Regions from separate parts of the Bicyclus anynana genome. Here region 2 is linked to region 1. Evidence: chromatin contacts called from public Hi-C data. All regions are on one chromosome and are shown on one strand. Each heading gives the region's core, a stretch centred on a gene start, on an enhancer-like site or on the middle of the called end of the contact. The rest is flanking DNA. Distances are from core to core; before and after follow the strand shown. Region 1 overlaps LOC112049404 (RNA binding protein fox-1 homolog 3). Region 2 holds the start of LOC112049404 (RNA binding protein fox-1 homolog 3).

Region 1 (4,081 bases), core at 1,392-3,891:
GAAAGGGGTATTTTGGGGCCTAGGGCGGCCAAGACTACAAATCCGTCACTGTTCGCAATAAGAGGTAAAACGCTATTGCGGCCGCACTATGGCTCTAGCACAGCTGTTATTGCTATATACGTATAGATACGGCTTCTTTAGAGTTTTAACTATTATCGTTAACTGTTCGTGCTAGTCGGGGACAATACACCGCCAATTCGCTTTGCACCTACATAATAATATATAAATTGTTAAGTGAGAACCGCAGTTTTAAAAATATTTTAAGAATTATTTTAGTAACAATTAGGCGATCAATTAATTACCTGCAGTCTGTAGTTGGAGTCAGCTGTGGCCGCTGCAGCTAAGAACGGGTCGTAATACACGCTGCGAATTAAAAAAATACTGTCAGTAATATATTTTTCTTACAGAATAGAACACGTATTAAATCAATACTAAAAATATACAATATTTAAGTAACCTTTTGTATCTAAAACTGCATAAATTATATTTTTTACCTCAATTACCGGTCTTATTACTATTTCTTTAATTAAAATTCTAAACAATAATGGAGATCATACCGCTAAACTAATACCTTCTAATGGTGCAAACTATGTAACTATTAAAAGTCTAACAAGTACTAATTGGTAATAAATTAAAATAGTATGCATTAAGTTTTCAGGATACAGAAGCGTGAAAGGTTCTATAATGACGAAGAATAAAGTTGACATGCCACGATCTATATTAAAATCTAATTACAGTGCTCGTTTTTAGTAGAAAGTTTCATAAAGATGTAAAAATATCGTCAAGTTAATTTTAGCGTTCTAGAAGTAAATATACCAAAAAAATATTCTACAACATCTATCTATACAGAAAGTAAAGAAAGTACCTAATAATAATTTTCTATGTTTCAACTAGGAAAAGGTTACACATTTTTCGCATTTTTACTTACAAGGCAACTATGCAGCCTTTATCAAATAATTTTTATATTTTGTATTATTAAATTAAACATAGAGTGAGTAAGTAAGCAATGATATTTATTAAATACAATATTTTATGATTACGAGCGCAAGCGGATGTTCAAAGGCGAAAAATGCATATCCTAGGAAAGTTAATTACAATAAAATAAGAGTGATTAATTATAGAGTATAAAGGTTAGATTCGTACCAATCATGTTACTGGAAAAGGGATAGGAAATTGTTGTGTTGTTTAGGATAGGAGATGCCATGGGATAAGCTTCGCGTCCTGTTTAAATTCAACAATAAAAATATTAGAAGTTCTATAATTATACTAAAAGCCTAACTCGATGTGCAATGTTTAACAACAAACTCGATGTTAAATGTTTGATGTAAAATAAAGTTACAAAGCCGATTGTCATTTCATACCTAATTTATATGAAAATATGTAACATTTTGAAATATAATAAATATTTCAAAATGTTTTTCGTAAAATATTAACTACATCTCATTGTTATAAACTTATTAATCAAAAGTGTCATTTATTTATTTATGAACGAGTTCTTTAAAATTATTAATAGGTGCAAAATGACTACCGGTTTTGTTTTTAATAAATAGCGCACAGCGAGTTTGGCTTTAGTTATGTTTCTATCTATTTGAAAAAAATAATAATTTAATATAATTAATTCCCAATATTTTTTATCAGTAATCCTGAACATTTTCGTTATAACTTAGTGTTCATTAGTTATGATAAAATCATTAGCTTTTGTTCTCTATAAAGCAATTAATGATTATAATTGCCCATAACATATTAAACTTGAAACTTTTACATATTTTTTTGTTAATGTAGAGTGTTGTGAATGCCTATTACTGGACCATAAAGCATCGTAAGCGATCTATTGAATATATCGCCAACGGGTATATTTTTAATTTATAAGGAACGAACGAAGAAGAAAACGAACAGAGGAATCATAATTGGCAAGAGAAAGACGAGGAAGGTAACAACAAAAAATACAAAAGCAATGTGTTTTATTATAGATCTACATTTGCTTTCATATTTATAGTACCTATGTTAGGAAAAAATGTGCGTTGTGCAACCACCAAATTAATGCATAGCATAAAACTAATAAGTACTAATTACAACTTTAAATTAATAAACGTACAGTTAGTGACGGTGGTTTCACACACATGTATAAAAGGTGAAATTCTATAACTTACTGAAACAATTGTAAAAACACCTGAATTTTATTGTTTTTTTTTATATATCATAAAATACACAACTGAAATCATTGCATCGTTTACACAATTGGATCAGTAAGTGCTCGGGGTCGGGGTGGGGTAGGTGCGGGCGGTGCGGGGGCGGTGCTGCGTGTGAGTACTCACGGTGCGTATGCGTGCAACGGCGAGGCGAAGGCGGCGGCGCGGGGCATCACGGCGGAATGGAGGGGGTGGGGGTGCGCGGGCGCGGCGGGCGGGCGCGGCGAGCGGCCGCGCAGCACGGCCGCGCCGCGGAGAGCCGCCGCGGGGGCTACATGCAACACACAACGAGCTACTGGCATGCGTGCGCGTTACCTGCGTCGCTGCGCGGCGCGCGGCGCCAGCACGAGCGGCGGCGCGGGCGTGGCGGCGGGCGCGGCGCCCAGCCACGGCCACGACACGCCGGACACCCGCAGCCCTGCGCACACACGCGCCGCTACATACCTGGCTCGCTCGAGCCGTCGAGCGCCCGCTGCCGATAGTCGAGGCGCCCGTGCTTCTTGCGATCCGCTTACGTACTGCGCGCTACTTACGCGCTACGGGTGTGTTCCGTTCGAGAGAATGAAACACGTCTTTCGACAAATATCTTAAACCCGAGATACTAAAAATGATGCAGAAACGTGGAAGCTGAAGATTTAGCTTTATAAAAACGCATTTTTACTCAAGTTAATAAAGAACTTAATGAAGTGTATCATATAAATACCGGTCTAGGAGTCGCGGCGTGGCGCTGCACGCTTATACATATTAGATGCAAATCCAAAATGCTAACAAGTTATTGTCCAATCATTAATCACAAATAAACAATAAATCTAATGTTACTATTCACTATGAGCTAGAATGCAAGTCAAAATAACTAATATAATCGAGTATCCATTATTGACATCGAGTGTACCGCCGAGACAAGGCCATGCCACATTACAGCACGACTTCAATTACATCGCCGAAGTATAAAATGCTCACCACCGTGCTATTTATTAAACACATACCTACTTTCTGCTCTAAAGAAGCATGGCCGTTAGAATATCTTTACATATCGGTGACATACGACATCTCATCGAGCATTAGAACTAATGAACCATAGTCCCACCACATAAGTAGAAAAAGATCATGCTCGAATGAATGTTATTATAATAATGTAATCGCGAAAGCTTGGGACGATCAGAATGGATTGATCTATATAGGGAACGTGAGGGTCTCACCTTCGGGCCACTGGACACACACTGAAACAAAACAACGGAGGACACATTACAACATTGTTCTCCCATATGGGCAGACTACACAGTGATAACGGTCCTAGAAGACATTCTCCACTACAGAATGGAAAAATTGATAGTGCAAGACTGAAACCGCATTCATTCTAACAAGTTGATAAAATAGGAAATTTGGATAATTATTATTAAAGTGAAAACTAAGAAGCCCACTAGTTCAGGTGTTATCCGGACAGGTGTTGGTCAGGCTGGGTTGCCGGAGACAGGCCGGATATTTACAAAGATAATATGCATTATTTACTTAAAATAATTTAAGATCTTTATTTTCTCAAAAGAATTACATAAAATTTCGCTTATATGAGAAATATAATTAACTAAACTAAGATATTTATTTATTAGCATAATTATGTTCATGCGAAAAATGCATTTTACTTTCTATTAAACTCGAGAATGTTTGCCATTCTTTAGAGTATTGTTTATGGTGAGTAACAGTGTAAATATTTACAACATATTAATTATATTTTTGTTTTTTTTATACCTATAGAGTTATAGACGCAAGTGCACATGTGCATATTGGGCTGTCTCCGGCGGCCGTGGTGTCATTCTCTAAATAGCATTCACCTAAGCACTAACATTCCAACGTATCTAGGTAACATGTAACACGTGGAAACAGTAACATGGACA
Region 2 (4,050 bases), core at 1,315-3,814, 64 kb after region 1:
TTAGGTGTGAATTGACTAGCGATTTATACCCTCATTTGTTTGTAAACAGTACTCATCAAGAAAGGCTGTAGTATAGGTAGGTTTTGTATGTTGGTTCTTAAACTATGGAATAGTAAATATTTAGGGTAGGGTATCATAATGGTAAATATTTAAAAATCACTAACAGATACCTAATATTAATTAGCCCGATAAACCGCATGGTAATAATAATAAATCGGCTTATTAGCTTACGATTTAAAAACAACTGTAGACCTTGAACTCTCTTGTGGTATGTAGCAGGCACTATATGGTAGGAGTACCTATGTATAGCTTGTGATACCATATTTTTAATAAATCTTTATTTGATTTATAGTACGAGATCTAGCATAAGAAAAATATACCCTCACCCAATGATAATTTTATACTACAGATCGATTACGTCCCTACAAAAAACCGCAAAAAGTGACCCGAATATTAGGCTACAAAATAGCCGCACACATGCACAACTTTGTCTTTAATTCCATTATTTATTTATGTATATAGTTTTTACACTTCCTATACACAACTCGATATTATAGACGATATTTAGGTATCATTTGTTTAAATAACGTTCGTTGTTGATCACAACTAACATAGATATGTGGAATGTTCCTCTTTTGAGCGCCTCATTTTTCATGACCTAGTAACACATCTAACAGTATTTAACATCATTGCCCTCACCTGTGTCGCTGAACATTATCTATAATTTATTTCATAGCACTCATTAATAACAGATGAGGGTATATATTTCTAATGCCGGATCTTAGACCATTACATATTATTGATTAAGAATAAATGAGGTGCAATCATAGTCAGATTCTGTGGTATACTTACCTATACTACAGAATACATATTATTATGAATATGTATAGTACGCGCCAAATTTCTAGTCCTCTCTGACGTTGCAACACGCAGAATTGCGCAAATATTTTAAAACTGCTGGTTATGTTTTGTACACATTGGCCTCCTGTTCAGATCGGACTCGAAGTTTGGCACATACCTAGTATAGGTACCTACCTATTTATATCACAGAAACTGTCTACGATTGCAAGACGAAGATTCACATTTTTGAATTGGGTAGGTAGATAGGTAAGTATTTATTAGGAGATAGATACCTACCTACCACGCGGAAAATACCGCTAACAAACAGATGGTTTACAATGTGTTTGAAATGTCTTCTAGCAAAAAATGAAAAAGATAAACTGCTAAATCGTACACATTAGGCGTAATAGGACAGACAGTTCTGTTTATTATTGTTGCGCGTCCCGTTTTTGAATAATGAATTATGGTGAACCTACGTAGGGGGATATTTTCATGCTGTGGTTCATCAAACCGTTCCATTTGCTGTTTGCGAGGGGAGACGAAGATAAAAATATAAACGCAATTCGCTTGTGCTAAATAAACCAGACTTTAAAGTGTTACGAATCATCTAAAATTATTGTAACGATAATTTAATCCACTTAGTTATTATTGTTATGTACGTATGTCTATGTATCACAGTATACATACTATTTCATGTACCTACTCCCGATTTGCATCTCTTTCTATCTAGTACAGCTTGCCCTGATGGGGAAAGGAACGGCAACAATGGATTCATTCACGGTTCAATGTCACAACAATGAATCGTCTGGAGTAATTACATTTATACTAGTTGGCCAGCTGCCGATCGCAAATTAAAGCTGCCCGTTATTACTATAATCGTTCTAAGTTACTGCTAGGTTAATGCACCCTTAGTTGCTGCAAATAGAAAACAAAATTCTGTTTCAACAAGCTTGCGTATTAATAATATTTTTTGTCTATGCTAATTTGATATTTAGAACAAATAAGGACATAATCCTTTCAAATGTGATTCAGCAAAATTATTAATTAAGTTCGGTACTCGCTTTAGCAGCGTAGTCGCTATGTCCTTTCGATAGTGAACAACTTCACGCCACACAACTACCATTCCATTGTTTTATTGTTAATTTTAGCACATTTTTTGTTTATTAATAACGTTAATTAAACGTCGTACTGTTTACAATTGCATATAATACAGTTTTTGTCGTTCAAAGCACGATATATCGTAACGATTATTGACATGCGCGTAGAAATACTTTTATTTACCTATCTCGGCATTCTAACGTTACAATCACGTCGGTGTCGCAACTGCGAACGGAAATCCTTTTAATTAACAAGTATACCTCTATGAATATTAAAATAAATCAAAATACTCACGGGGTAGTACATCCCCTGCGGCGGCAAAAAAAAGGCCCCCGAACCCCACAGCTTGCCGTTTATATTTACTTTGTGTTGCACAAAATACACTCAACAAACGCCACTCGATCGGGCGTTAACTCCGCACCACAACTTTTATAAACTCGAGATAATCATGAGTATTGAATGTACTAGTTAACAGTGAAGGATGAAACAAAATTGTAAAATTTTAGGTTATGTAGATATAGCGCGGAGGAACGCGCTATAGCACTGAAAGCGGTTGACGTCGATGTGCAACAACGGACGGGCACGCGTGGCGACTCACCGAGCCCATGCGATCCGCCATCTGCGAGAGAGGGACGGAGCGAAGTTCCGAAATCCGAACGGAGTCGGATTTGTGATGCGATATGCCGTCTCTTTCTGTCGTTTATAACACAACAATACAAGCTATTTGCTATGGTTATGCTTTCGTATTGTGCGTAACTTGTTATTAATACTATTTTATTTAATCTAATGTTAATGTAACTATATTTTCTGTAGAGTGTAAATTACACATCACTCAAGCTAATAAATTCTCTAGATAAAAGCTCTGTCAATGGATCAAAATACATTGAGTATTTTTTTATTTTTTAACAAGGTTCAATTATCTAGTATCTTGCTATTTTGTAAGTAGCTACAGTACAGCCTACAGCCAATTTGCCTTTTTGTTTTTTACTTTTATATTTCCTAGCAAAATGTTTGGAGACGGGAATGAGCGTGCAGCATAAATAGATGCTGAGACGAGAGCTTGTTTAGAGTAGCCGCGTATACATCTGTCTCGGTCGTTTTGCCGAGAGGGGCTGAGATCAATGAATCGCTCCCCGGGCGTCATCCCAACTCGTGTGCTGCGCGCTCCCTCTCATTCCGGATCAAGCTATTCCCGCTCACAAAAAATATTTACTCATCTTTATTTTTTAAATACAATAGCAGGTAGTATAATATATAGGTAGGTATAATACATAATGTTATAACAAACCGAATAACTATTATTATGTAGGCGTAATTTATAAAAAAAAACATATACCTACTTAATGTTTTAAAATTAATTTCAGTTATCCTACCTTTGTTAGTCAACTAATTTGAAAATTACTGGCAACCTCTAGTAGGTATATATGTATAGGAAAATGGGTAATCTATGTCCCTACTTATTGCAACTACACTATCTAGCTATAAAATCATAAAAATAGGCAGGTAGACATTGTTTACCCCGGGTTACCTACACATTCCTATTATCTCCATATTTTCACGTATGTTGGTTGGTAACCTACACATTAGGTAGATAATAATAAAACAATAGGCAGGTACTGACAAGCACTTACTAAGGCAATTAAATAACAATTAATATCATTCATAATACCTACTGCGTGGCGTGGGCTTCTACCCATTTTCTAAATCATTAGTGGATCCGCTAACAAAGCATGAACAAATTAATTCAATTTATTTAGGTAAGTGTCTACTTACCTAAATATTGTTTTGTTATACTATGAAAGCTTTGCTTATAAATTATCACGTAGTTAGGAAGGAAGGAAATTCGTGTTAAAAACCGTGTTACAAACCAAGCGACCCCTAAAAATAAAAATATTTGGGAATGAATAACCCACATCTGTTGCATCTTTCCTCAACATCTTTATTTAACCCTCCTTTTTACGTGTGAACAAAGGTTCCCTTCCGTTCTCGTCATTAGTTTAAAAGATTTGCGTGTACACAGTGACACACATCTTAGTTTTTAATTCATTCACTGTTTAGGTATTTTACAAATCTCCAAATTTTTTTTTTGTAGAAACAAACGAATAATCTTCT

Evidence for each region. A called contact is a pair of places that touch in the nucleus more often than the background predicts.
Region 2: a Hi-C map of whole body shows a contact between it and region 1, with 4 times the contacts expected there. The contact joins the promoter of LOC112049404 here to the enhancer-like site in region 1. A contact is called at or near these places in 2 of 2 Hi-C or Micro-C datasets (whole body and whole larva).

What each region holds. Positions count from the first base shown.
Region 1 is chr5:8,785,345-8,789,425 of ilBicAnyn1.1, forward strand. It overlaps LOC112049404 (RNA binding protein fox-1 homolog 3), which reads right to left. Exons shown (of 13, transcript XM_052881830.1): 7 at 3,389-3,409; 8 at 2,505-2,607; 9 at 303-363. Among protein-coding and RNA genes, the nearest start is that of LOC112049408, 12 kb to the left of the region's middle. Within about 2 kb of position 2,642, at least 8 of the 8 cell types and tissues checked have open chromatin away from gene starts, as enhancers often do.
Region 2 is chr5:8,849,544-8,853,593 of ilBicAnyn1.1, forward strand. LOC112049404 (RNA binding protein fox-1 homolog 3) reads right to left here and starts at 2,565. Exons shown (of 13, transcript XM_052881830.1): 1 at 2,233-2,565. The coding sequence starts at 2,244.